2 separate regions of the Rattus norvegicus genome follow, and region 1 is linked to region 2. A link is a contact called in public HiChIP or PLAC-seq data. All regions are on one chromosome and are shown on one strand. The core of a region is the stretch at or near the end of the contact, and the rest is flanking DNA. Distances in the headings are between cores, read along the strand shown.

Region 1 (6,975 bases), core at 529-3,028, 200 kb after region 2:
CAGATCTAGACCAGTCATTTTATTAAACAAAAAAGGGGGAGATGTAGGGAGCGGTGCGACAGCTGTATGATAATGAGGTGAATCTGGCGCCCTCCTAACAACAGTACTGAGCATGCGTGGAGTTTTGCACCTGACGTCAGTCTGGCTGGGGCGGTACTATGCTAAATGGGAGTTCATGCCTCGCCAATCTCTGGAGGACAAGTAGCTGGGATGCAGTGGGGTGACTCGTGCCCCACCAATCCCTGAAAGAAGATTAGCACGGCGCGGTAACACTTAAAGCTGTAACACTTGGAGCTGTAACACTTGGAGCTGTAACACTTAGGGCTGGCTGCCGCCGCCTCCCTGTATCAACAAAGAAGGTGTCCTGCAGTAAAGGCTGTTGAGAAGAATCCAACCGTGTTGCGTCTTCCTTGCCGGACGAGGTGGGCGCGACACTTGCGCTCGCTAGGCAAGCGCTCTATCACTGAGCTAAATCCCCAACCCTGGTTCATTTAATTTTATCTTGCCTTAATAGCAGGCTTTCCTTGTTCCTTTGTATAGCCTCAACCCCACAAAGTACATCTCAGCATACAATAGGTCTCTATAGAGAATTTGGGCATGTTAGCTCAGCAGAAGGATACCTGCCTTCCATGTGTTGCTCTTAGTTCCATCCCTGAACAGAAGTAGACAGATACCTGAATGGGGATGGAGCGGGGTATCTCTCACCCTCTAGTCCCAACTACTCAAGATGCTGAGAGAGAAGGATCATTTTCTGGGAAAGTGACAGAGCAATCATTTATTACTATCTTTTAAGCTTTATTAAAGGGGGAAAGAACTACCTAGGGTTGAGGGGCCCCGGAGCACACCCAGAAAGTTCCATGAAGACCTCAGCAGTTTCAGGCCAGTTTTAAGTAATAGTAAAGACTGTTCAAGTGTTGAAAGCCCAGGACCTCAGTTAGTATTCCCATTATCCACATAAAAGCCAGGGATGGCTGCTGGCATCTGTAACCGTAGGGATAGGGAGACTGAGAAGGGAGTATCCCTGGAAGTTGTTGGCTAGCCACTATGGCATGTCCCCAGTTTCAGGTTCTGTGTCTCATAAATTAAAGTGGAGCATGAATAAGGAAGACATCTGATAACCTCGGACTTCCTAGTGTAATCGCCACATACAGGTTAAAAAGAATCTGTTGGGGTGCCAAGATAGCTCAATGATTAAAGGCGGTGCCGCCAATCTTTACTACCAGAGTTCAATGCCAAGGATCCACACAGTGTAAGGCGAGAATGAACTCAAGTTGTCCTGGATCTCATTTTCACATATAACACACCAACTGGTAAACCTCTGTATTCCTAGTTCTCAACGTTTATACTAGGAGTACACTGTCTAGCGTTTGCCCTCTGCCTACTCTTCCCAAAGCTGGGAAAACTGAAGCTGACTCGAATGCCTCCAGACTCCCTCCGCACAGCCTCCCTGGACGCCCAGACACCTCTTCCCCCCATTTTTACCCCCGTGATTTCCACGCGGTAAGGACCGCTTTCCAATCACAGCTGAGTCACCAGGATCTCAAAAGTTTCCCCCAAATCCTTGCCAGGGACCGGAAAAAGTCGTACTGTCCTGAGGGCAGATCGTCGCCTGGCCTGGCCGGAAAAAGCCTACAGAAAGTCCCCGAAGTCATCCAATTCTCCAGCCACCAAAAGGACGGGGCAGAGGGCCACCCCGGGAGGCCAAGCCCCGCCCCTGCCCGCAGCGGAAACCGGAAGCAGCCGCAGGCCCAGCTAGCCCTGCGGCGCCGAACTCTATAGTCTCCGAAGCTCGCAGGACTGGGGTGAAGATGGCGGAGGAGTGAGTTCGCTGCTTCGGGTAGCGGAGGCGGCAGGGCCGGGCCGGCGGGCGACAGCGGGCCTTGGACGCCCGGGTGGAGTGGCGCGGGCCCACGGAGCTGGGGTTGGCAGGGCGGGGCGGGATGAGGTCTCGGGTCCTGCGGCCTCCCGGAGGTCTGATATCGATCACCACGCACAGGCCTGTAGTATACGTAGCCTGGAAGCCACGAACGTCATTCCCTCTTTCAGTTTCCGGTTATCTGAGGATTTCCAGCCTCCTGCTCTTTCTCACGGAAGTTCTCCCATTGCCACAATCAGCCACTGGCATCCCCCGTAACCATCAGCAACCTCCAATTGTTTTTGTCTGTCCCTAGCAGGTTTCTTTCATTCATTAACTACTGGTAGACCGTTTCTCTCGGCCTTGGGAATCAGGAGCCGCCCACAGGGAGCCGCCATGATGCTCTAGTAGGAGACTGTGTAGACAGGGCGTTTTCAGACCCTGCCAAATGTTTGGAAGGAAATGGAATAGCATGAGGGACAAGAAGTCCACCCTAGGGGGTAAAAAGACGTCTTCTGGTCGGAAACTTGAAACCTTATAGGAGAGATGGGGAAGGTGACCTGTTAAAAAAGATCCGAACCAAGAAGGGGCTGATGCTGGGCTGTAGCGCAGGGTCCCCAGTTCAGTCCCTAGTACTGCCAGGAAAGAGAAGGGAAAGAGTGAGTACTTCAGAGTGGCAAGTGGTGTACAGTGTCCAGAGCAACTGACAAAATGAGGTTCACTCCAGGTCTTTTTGGAGATGTGCTACTGTTATACAAATTCTCTCTTTGAAATGAGTCCCAGAAAATGAACAAGGAACCCCATAACTGATGCTGAACTTTTACCGGGAGCACTTCAGGTAGCACTTGGCCACTCAGGTACCAAGTATTAACTCCTTTGTTATGTACCCGTGCTGTCACAGACACTAAGGTAGGCCTCAGCAGTACAAGACAAAGGTTAATATAGAGCCAAATGGTTTGAGGTGTGGGTTTGCAGCTTGGTCAGATTATGGGCTCGTAAGGTGGTGGTCTGGTCTGTAGTCTGGAGAGAAGCAATGCTCGATGGTCACAACCCTGTCACTACTATCCTAGTTTACAGACCTCACCTTGACAACAAGGACGGAAGTGTGTGTGTCCCAGAGCAGCAACCTGGCCTTTTGAGACTCAGGAAGGGTTTGGTAGGGTAGGTTAGGGCATTCTGGGTATAACTGGGTAGATTCAGCTGACTACTTCAGTTTATGGACGTAATCCCAGTAGGGCTGGAATCTGACTGCTCTCGCCTTTGCCCGCCATGCCTAAGGTCCTGAGTTCAATCCATAGTTTAGTCAAACACACTCACACTACATCCAAAATTCAAGAAAATTGTGGAGAGACTCCAGTTCTACCCTAGGAATTTGCTTTTGTTTTGTTTTCTTTCTTTTGTTTTTTTTTTTTAAGATTTATTTATTTTATGTGTATGAGTACACTGTAGCTGTCTTCAGACACACCAGAAGAGGGCATCAGATCCCATTACAGATGGTTGTGAGCCACTATGTGGTTGCTGGGAATTGAACCTCTGGAAGAGCAGTCAGAGCTCTTAACCACTGAGTCATCTCTCCAGCCCTTGTTGTTTTCTTTCCAGACAGGCTCATGTAGCCCACAAAACTGCTCTTGAACTCACTGTGCATCACTATGTAGGCCCGGGGGGCCTTGGTCTTGAACTCTTAGCTTTCCTGCATCTGTCTCCCAAATTCAGGTATTACAGGTATGGACACACAGCATCCTTCTCCCCTCAACCCAGGCAAGGTTTTTCTGTGTAGAACTGTCTGTCCTGGAACTTGCTCTGCTGGCCTCCAGCTCAAAGAGATCTGCCTGCCTTTGTTTTCTGAGTACTGGGGCTAAAGAGATGCACCACCACTACTACCCCTGCCTTTCTCTTTTTGTTGTTTTTGGTGGGGAAAAGGGACCTATTGGCAATTACCTCTAGAGTCTGCTGAGTGCTAGGCAGGTGCTCTATTCGTTCTTTTATGCGAGACAAGGTTTCTCTGTGCAGCTCTGGAGCTCTACATTGATAGGCTGCAAACTTGTTGGGATTAAGGCATGTGCCACTGTGCCCACCTCTTTTACTTTATATTTGAGTCAGGGCCACTAAGTTAGACCTAGGCTGGCATTTAACTCACTAGGCCCTGCAAGCTTTGAATTTGTGATCCTCTTGCCTAACCAACTGTACATAACCTCAGGCTTTATGTTTTTGTTCTGTTAGCTTATGCTAACATGTAGCCCAAGCTGGTGTCAGAGTGGAAAATGCCCTCGGACTCTTTTTTTTTTTCTATTTTTCGGAGCTGGGGACCGAACCCATGGCCAAGCGCTCTACCACTGAGCTAAATCCCCAACCCCGCCCTTGGACTCTTGATCCTTCTCCTCTTCCTCCTGGGTGCTGGGATTCTAGGCCTGAGCCACACAACTGGTTTATACAATATAGAAGATCAAACCCAGGGCTTCTTACAGGTACTACCAGCTGAGTTGCATCCCTCTACCCTTTATAACTCTTTCTCCATAGTCCTGACCCCTTTCTTCCTGACCTCTGGATGGATGGCCACAGTCACAGATGATAGAAGTCACTGGTGTATTGTGTAGGGAGGAATACCTCTTCAAGGCCTGTCTGCTGTTTACACCATGAGAGCTTTGCAGAATTGTCTTTCAGTCAAGTGTTTGATTCCTTGACCCTCTTTATCTGAATGCTACTTGTATATCTCCAACAGGTTCTCCAACACGACCCATGAGAGCTTCAACTTCACCCTTCACACCACTTTGGGTGTCACCACGAAGCTGGTGCTGCCAACACCAGCCAAGCCTATTCTTCCGGTGCAGACAGGAGAGCAGGCCCAGCAGGAGGAGCAGTCAAGTGGCATGACCATTTTCTTCAGCCTTCTCGTCCTAGGTGAATAAGCCAGAGGTGTCTGTAACACATTAAAGCTTCCTTTGCTTCCTGAAGTCAGGCCTAGCAGTTCCACAAAGCAATGTCTTAGCTTTTTAGCTTTTTTTTTTTTTTTTTTTGGTTCTTTTTTTCGGAGCTGGGGACCAAACCCAGGGCCTTGCGCTTCCTAGGCAAGCGCTCTACCACTGAGCTAAATCCCCAACCCCTTCTTTTTAGCTTTTAAAAGAAGAAATTTTTTTTTTTTTAAAGACAGCATTTCTCTTAAGTTCAGCCCTGATAGGCATGGAACTCACTCTGTAGACCAGGCTGGTCTTAAACTCACAGAGATCCACCTGCCTCTGCCTCCCATTTCCTGGGATTAAAGCTGTGTACCACTACCGCCTGGCTAAGAAAGAGCTTTTAGAGGGTGTGCTGTCTCATAATCCCATTGCTGGGTTGGCAGCGGCAGGAAGATCCTGTGGATCCAGTGACCAGTCAGTCTTCTGGATCAGTGAGCTCCAGGCCTTCACAAGCATCTACCTATACACACAGTTTTTAAAATGCAGCTGAAGCCACATAATCACTTCAGGTTATCTAAGGGTAAAAAGCTTTTTGTATGTGTCTGAAGTCTGTGCTTCATCGGACAGTAAAAGCTACCACATTTACTGGTCTGCAGTTGAGACAAGGTCTTAGGATGCTCAGGCTGGCTCTGAACTCATTAAGTAGCAGTTAGCCTCCAGTGTGCTGGGATTCTGAGCAGGTACTGCCACCCTGGCCTTATTTACTACCTGCTTTTCTTTGGTAATACCAGAGTCATCTTTCTAGGAGAGCAGAAGGCAGAACTGGGTTTTGAGTATTTCCTTTCTTGAGACAATGTCTCTTGTAGCCCAGACTGGCCTCAGTCTTGGTAGGGTTAGGGTTAGGGTTAGGGTTGAATTTTGATTCTCTTGCCTCTGTCTTCCCATTGCTTAGACGGCAGGAGTGTACCATCATGGCCTGTTTGAGTATCTCTCTGATGTCTGTCAGAATTAGCTTTTGAAGACAATAAAAATTGTTTTAGTCACATTTATATTCAGGCTAGAGTAAATGGTCAAAGAGTTGAACACCATAGTGATGACTGGTTGGTTAATTGACTGATCTTTTGTTTTTCTGAGACGGTCTCACTTTGTAGTCAGGTCGGCCTCTCCTTCCCATGTTGGCTCAGGAGGGTAGGCTGATGCCACCATACCTGTCTTTTGTTACAGCCCTAGAACACTAGGTCTTTATCAGGTTTACATTTCTTTAATGTTTGAGGTTTTCTTTGAGGGTGTTGACTAAATGTTAGCGTGCTGTCTGGTGGCTCTGCCAGAGGCTGACAGGCGTGCCCATGCAGCACACACCCCCTTGCTTTCATTCTGTGAGTAAGGACAATGGAGTTGTACCCTGGTGCTATGAGATCTTGACAGCAGTTCAGCATGTCCCTTGGCTCAGGAGGAAGGCTTCACCTTAATCTTTCATTTAACCCTTGCTGAGCTCCCACTCCACAGGGAACAGTGAATCAGGACAGTTAACCCTGTCTGGCACAAAGGCACAAACCCTGTCTGTTTAGTGAGTTCCACACCTTCAAACAATGTGGCTGTTGCTTTTCTACTTTTATTTTTCTTCCCAGGAGTAAATGAAAAGCTGGTTTTATAGTGGGCAGGAAAGCCCCAGGCCTATGACACCATCCATCATTAGAGAGACCAGGGCAGGCAGCCAGCCTTGGCGACAAAGTGCAACTCTTCTCTCAGAGACCTGAGCCAGAGGCCAGTAGAAAGGCTCAGTAGGCAAAGGCACTTGCCGCCAAGCCTTACGATCTGAGTTCAATCCCCGGGACCCACAGAGAGGAAGGAAAGACCCAGTCTTCTGGCCTCCACTTGCCTGCCATGGCACATACTCCCCATCCCCACTTAAAAATTAAACAAAGCCATTCAACTTGCCAATAAAAACACGAGGATATAGTTTTCCTTCAGTGTGTGTAACTTGAATTTGGCTTACCATGGGGTCTTGGACCCTGTGTATGAGGGTTTAGTAAAGAAACCGCTGACGTGGCTGCTCCCTTAGGACATCTGCAGGAGCCCAGAGCAGAGGTCTGGACGGCTAGGCTATCTGCCAGAGAGGAAAGGGAGTGGAGGAGTACCTGCAGGGAAGGAAGGGCCAGAAGGAAGGCCTGGACTGCGATAGAAAACCAGAAAACCTTAGGTGTACGTCAGTGGAGCGCCATGTGT
Region 2 (6,214 bases), core at 3,436-5,935:
AACTCTCCAACCAGCTGCTCCGGTCAGCCCTGGAGGCCAGTCCGGCTGGAGACAGCAGCTTCCACAGGCGGCTTTTGACACTGCATGCATGGTCTTTATCCCCTGCGGGGACAGAGCACAGAAGAGGAAGGTTATAGTCGTCTCACTGAGGGCCACCCAGCCTCAGCCTCTCACAACTCATCTGGGTATCACTGATGGGAAAACGTGGGGTGAAGCCCTGTAAAGTTGCCTAGGACCCATGTCTTTTGCAGAAAGGCGTAAGGGCCTGCTCCTGCAAGAGAGAATTTCTCCATAGCAAGAACCCATGGAGATCTCATGAATGTGGGAAGCTTTCTGGGGCCGTCTGGGAGGACCACACTCGAGGCAATGGCCTCTCTCCCTAGGACCTAAACCATGCATGAAAGGCAGAGGCTTAGCATCCCAGAAAGAGCCTCACTGGCCATGGTCAGGACACAGATTTGGGGTCTCCACTCAAACACCTCTAGAGCAGAGAGGTAAGGTCAGCAGAGGAAGATCCCACAGAGGAGGAGGCTAAGTAGATCTGAAGAGAGAGGAGATCTCCAGGCCGCCCCAATACACCCTCAGACGCCACAAAGCAAGTGGCTTCACCCAGGCACATACCTCATTTTCTAACGAAACTGATAATCCAGGCTAGGTGTAGTGGTGCATGCCTTTAATCCCAGCGCTTGGGAAGTAAAGGCAGGCAGTTAGATCTCTGTGAGTTCGAGGCTAGCCTGGTCTACAGAGCGAGTTTCAGAATAGCCAGAGCTATACAGAGAAACCTTGTCTTGAAAAACCAAATTGGGGGGAGGGGAGGTTGATAATCTAGGTGCTCTTGTGTCTGTCTGTCTGTCTGCCTGCTTGCCTGTCTGTCTGTTTGCCTGCCTATAGTTCCTGGTGCTGTAAGGAACTCTTTGCTTCATCTCAATTGTTAAAGGCAAAAATCCAAGCATATGGCTACCACATCTGGATTGAGGTGGAAGGTCTGGCCAGTGTTCCCCACCTTGATCTCCAGCCACCGTGGGTTTCACCCCTTTCACTTCCACAGGTTTGGGAGCTGATGTCATATGATGTTCTCACACATTGTGTCCGTTAGTCAGCCCCTACTCTGGCACAGTTCAGTTCTAGCTCTTCAGTCACAGTGTGGCCATTGAGTGGTCTTACCGGCCACTACATGTGAGCACTTCTGTGGGATCATTGCCTGGAAGAGGCACCGTGGGAGGAAAAGATGTACATTTGATATTTTTGGTAGGGTTTTGCCGGTTGGTCTTTCTGTTTATACCGCACCCACCAGGTCTGGGAACTGCTTGAGTCCACCGGAGAGCAACTGTCCAACACTGCCACCTCCTGCTCACATTGGGAAACAGCCTTTCACGGATGCGTCCTCTGCATCCCTTGGAAGGAGGAAGAGTGTAGAAACTTTTTTTTCTGGAGAAGCAACTGGTGCTGCGTTGGGACATATGTTTAACACATTGGATTTCGGAATCAGACAAAGTGTGCCTGTTGCCTACTCTGCCACCTACCTGCTTCTCCTGTGACGAGTGATTTCACCCGTGCGAGCCTCAGACCCCAGGGGACTGCATCAGACAGTGAACAATGTCTGTACAATGTCTGCACAGCTCACAGAGAGGGCTTGCAGAGGCCGGAGAAGCCAAACCATCGCTCAACAGGTGAGGCGGGGAGGTGGGTGGGATGCGTATGCTCTTTTCCGCCCTCCAGGTTCATGACTTGCATCTGACAATGCTGTGACAAGAGGAAGCTACAGCCTCTGCCCAGCAGGCTGGCAAACCAACGGGAAGAGAGGTGACAGCCCTAGGGTCTGGCAGATCTTTGGGTAGGTGTGTGAATTGCTCAATGGACATGAACACCTGTAATCTTAGTTCTTGGGAGACTGAGATAGGAGGATCCTAAATTTAAGGACCAGCCTGGTCTACAGAGACCCTGTTTCGAAAGAGCGAAGTGAAGCAGGGAGAAAAGACATTTTAAAATGATAGGGTGTCTCTCAGATGTGTCCATACTCGGCCTGGTTGACACTCAGAACAAGGTTAAGTCCTCAGCAAGCAATGATGCTATCCATGGCCTCAGCGGAGCCTAAGGACACCTAGGATGACACTGTTGTCCTTCCCATTGGACACAGTAACACCACAGAGATCTGAGGAGGTAGAGCCCAGAGTCTGTTATGTCCCCTCCTCCTCATAGTTCCTGTCAAACGTGCACTTGGCTCAGTCTCAAGAGCTCTGAATCCAAATGGACTGCAACGTTCTGGATATGAAATGTGTCTCCAACAGGCTCATGTACTGAAGATTTGGTTCCCAGCTGGTGGCGTCCTGGAGACACAGCTGGGCTGTGAGGGAACCAGCTACATAGGTGGATTAACGACCAGATGAGCTTACGGCTGGAAAGGGCTACTGGGGATGGGGTGCTTGAGGCAGCAGATCACGGGAATGTGCTTTTGAACGGTGTATCTTATCCCCAGACCCTTCTTCCAGTTTTCTCCACTTCCTGGCTGCCACGAGGTCGCAGCCTCCTCTGCTGAGTGCTCCTACTGAGGGCTCTGCCCGCATCAAGTTCAGATATACCACAGCAATGGAGTCAGGTGGCTGTGGATCGACACCTCTGAAACCGGGAGCCAAAACACATCCTTCCATCTTTAGTGTTTTCCTTGGATTTTTTTTTTAAACACTTTATTTGAATACAACACTGTAGCTGTCTTCAGACACACCAGAAGAGGGCATCAGATCCCATTACAGATGGTTGTGAGCCACCATGCGGTTGCTGGGAATTGAACTCAGGACCTCTGGAAGAGCAGTCAATGCTCTTAAACCGCTGAGCCATCCCTCCAGTCCATTTCCTTGGATATTTTATCACAAGGTTTTCGCTGCTTCTTTAATGTTAACTAACTAATTAATTGGTTAATTTTTGGTTGTTTGAGACAGAGTCTCACTATGTAGTAGCCCAGGCTGTCCTGGAGTTTGCTATATAGACCAGGCTGGCCTCAAACTCACAGAGATCCACCTGCCTCTGCCTCTAGAGTGCTGGGGCTAAAGGCCTGCTCTACCCAGCATGGCTGCTGTTGCTTTGTAGGGAAAGACCATCCAGTCTGCCGTGCATGGGACGCACCACCTAGGCACAGTGTTCTTGTGCACAGTGTGAAGATTCAAGTGCTCATTTCTGTCTCCCTTGCAATCCTAATCCAGAAAACCTCCTGCCTCAATCTTATGTAAACACCAGCTCCTCAATTGTTTCCTGACATGTCAATAAAGAGAGCTTAACAGCCAATGACTGAGCAGGAGAGAGAATAGGGCGGAACTTCCTGTCAGCTAGGGAAAGGGATTCAGCCCAGGAAAGAGATCCAGGAGAGAGGATGAGAAAGCCAAACCTGCCAGTATCTTAGCCAGATCAGCATAAAAGATTAAAGCAGAGTAGTAACTGTTCAGTTGTTGTGCCCTTATTAATGCATGTTAAATAAATATAGTGATCCGATCTCAATTATTTGGTAGCTAGCCAGGAACGAGGAAAACTGTAACACACTTATTGAAGTGCCATGAGCAATCATCCATTTCTGCTGTGACATCACGATGCTTACCCACTGACAAGGAGCCTCGAGCCAGTTTGGGGAGCATCAGATCCAGCTGGCGGAAGGTGCGGAAAACGTCGGCTGAGTGGTCACGGTCGAGGGCCTGACTCTCGTGGGTGCGTGGTGAGGCCTCCACTCCATACAGGGTCAGGTAGCCAGCGCTGGGGTGACAGCAACAAGTCAGGTCCTGTCTTCAGTTCCTACCCTGCCTCAGTTTCCCCTCTTCAGTTCCTACCCTGCCTATTTCCCTCAGAGATGTTGTGTGACCTGAAAATGTATGATGAAGTAAACCCTTTGTTTCCCAAGTTGCTTTTAGTGGGAGTGTTTTATCACAGCAACAGAGTGGAGCAGAACACCACGTCACCTTCCTAAGCTCCCCCAGCCTTGGGTCTCCCAGGAGAGGGTTTTTCCAAGCAGGGAGAGGGAGAAACAGGAAGGAGAGGGGAGCGGGGAGACTGAGAGAAGCACGTGTAGCCCTCACCCTGAGCCTCACTCACACCGTGCCTGCAGCAGTAGGCCCGCAATGGATGCTGGGTCAATGATGGTGGGTAGGCATGTCTATGGAGCAATAGTGAGTGGCTGGGTGGGTAGATTCGTGGGTGAATGAGTGGGTTCACAGAGGTGGATGGGTGGGTGGATAGATGGGTAGATGGAGGTTAAGTCGGACGGTGGACAGGTTGATGGGTGGATGAATGGATGTGAGTGGTGTGGGTGGGTGGTAGAGTGACTGGAAAGATCGATATATAAATACAACACACTCCTGAGGACTCTGGTGACAGGCCATCATAAGTCTGTCTACCAGGAGCCATCCATGTCACCATCACAACCCCACCTGCACCCCACTCCCCTCTCCAGCCCAGCCCAGTGTCTGTGCTGGAAACAAACTCTCCAGGTAGGAGGCCCACACCTGCTCTCTCCTCTGGGCTGACAGGAAGCCAGCTTCGCCTAGGAAAAGTTAGGGCTCAGAGGCCAAGCTCAGCCTTCCCCATCCTCATCCTCAGCCTGAAAGGTTCTCATGTTTTCCTCCCTAACTCTGGGCAGACATAGGGAACACATAGCCTACAAGTGTATGTGGACCCAGATGGCCACTAGGTGGCGCTCGGTGCCATAAACTAAAATGGAGCTGCCGAAGCCCACAGCTCTTGGGAGATGCAGAGTTAGTGGCCTAGAGACTATGTAGCAAGCTTTTCCAGTCGGAAACCCAACTGAACCGCCCTGGAGAGGAGCCCTCTGCTCAGGGTGAAGTGAGTTGCCTCGGAGTCAAGGGAGCCAGAGTGGAACTTAGGATACCACTTTGAAGGAAGGCCAGGCACCACAGGACACGTTGGAAGGTTCGGGAAGTTGGGGCACAGGGACCATCACCTCGTATCTGCCTTTCTGAATCTTACGCACTTTCATTGTTCAGGTAACTGCAATGCCTCAGCACACCAAGCCTGGTGGAGGTAGAAACTCAGGCCAGGCCTAGACCCTGTGGGACTCCCTATGCTGGTGCCAACTGGTGCCCCTGCCTAAGCCCCCCCCCACCCCCACCCCCCGTATCTCCTTGCTGTTCCACAGGAAGATGCAGGGTGACAGAAGCCAGGACACCTGAGTGTCACCCTGCTGAGAACTTGCCAGTCAGGGACAAGGTTCTGCTGTCCCTTGCTAGATCAGTTCTCATCCTAAACAACAGGGGAGCCAGCAGCATGCAGACCAGTATAGCCCTACTGTGTGTGTGAACTGTGCCAAACAAAAAGGCTGTGTCTCACGGAAGGGATGCTGAGAGCAGCCACCTACCACCCTGACAGGGACCCTGGGTGAGTTTTCCCATCTAACTAGTGGGTCTGTAAATTACCACCTCAGGGAGCATGAAGTGAGTTTACCCACCCAGTCCAAACAGATGTGATGGCACCTGTGTACACACATGCACCCATGACAACAAATGAATGGTTGCCTCTTATCGGAACGCACGTGTGTCTCTCTCAACTTCTATGAATAAAGTGTCTTTTGTTGTTGTTTTGGGTCGGTGCTACTGACCATTGAGGTACAGTCTCCCAACTCTCCCTCCTGTTAAAAACCTTCCTGCCAACCTTGTATTCTTGCCCTCTCCTCGGTCCAGGCTATTGCTATGACCCACGGATGTCCTGGTGGGTCCCCTTGCCTGGGTCTCGCCTACAGAGTCCTCTGCATAGACACAAATCAGATTGTATCGGGGCCCCTTTGTGGGTCCCTAAAGGTCACCACCATCCAGCTGAGCCTACATTCCAAAGCCTTCCACCCGGCTGTGAGGCCGGCTTCTGCAGATATCTCTACCTGTTCTCCCTGCCACTTCCCTGCTTTGTTCTAGCCGCCCTGGCCCCTTCACCCAGCTTCTTGCCACTCCAGGGCTTAGCACTTGCTGCTTCCCCACCAAAGTCTTCACACTGCAGGTGCCCCACAGCCCTGCGGTTAAACCTTAGCATTGAGGCTGAAAGCCCCCAGATGTCCCATCTCTGGATCGCTGCCCTCTCAGGCATAAGGAACTCATCTGCTATGTCCCCTGCTGTGTCCTGGGGGACCACTGAGGATGCTGCACAGCTGAAGGAGTTGCACTTTGCTGCACTGTTTTTACTACAGTTATGAGGTCTGACCTCAGGTCGAGCTCCCTTGTTGGTCTTC

What was found. HiChIP or PLAC-seq counts read pairs in DNA pulled down with a chosen protein or histone mark.
Region 1: an H3K27ac HiChIP or PLAC-seq map of oligodendrocytes shows a contact between it and region 2, with 8 times the contacts expected there. The contact joins the promoter of Slc9a8 here to the enhancer-like site in region 2. A contact is called at or near these places in 9 of 12 Hi-C or Micro-C datasets (the A7r5 cell line, the Rat2 cell line, Schwann cells and 5 more) and 1 of 1 datasets of contacts at active chromatin or transcription factors (oligodendrocytes).

Annotation. Positions count from the first base shown.
Region 1 is chr3:176,565,347-176,572,321 of GRCr8, forward strand. It overlaps Slc9a8 (solute carrier family 9 member A8), which reads left to right and starts at 1,779. Exons shown (of 16, transcript NM_001025281.2): 1 at 1,779-1,819; 2 at 4,575-4,753. The coding sequence starts at 1,809.
Region 2 is chr3:176,358,901-176,365,114 of GRCr8, forward strand. It overlaps Ptgis (prostaglandin I2 synthase), which reads right to left. Exons shown (of 10, transcript NM_031557.2): 5 at 3,587-3,738; 6 at 1-102. Among named protein-coding and RNA genes, the nearest start is that of Ptgis, 21 kb to the right of the region's middle. Within about 2 kb of position 4,686, at least 5 of the 93 cell types and tissues checked have an H3K27ac peak or open chromatin away from gene starts, as enhancers often do.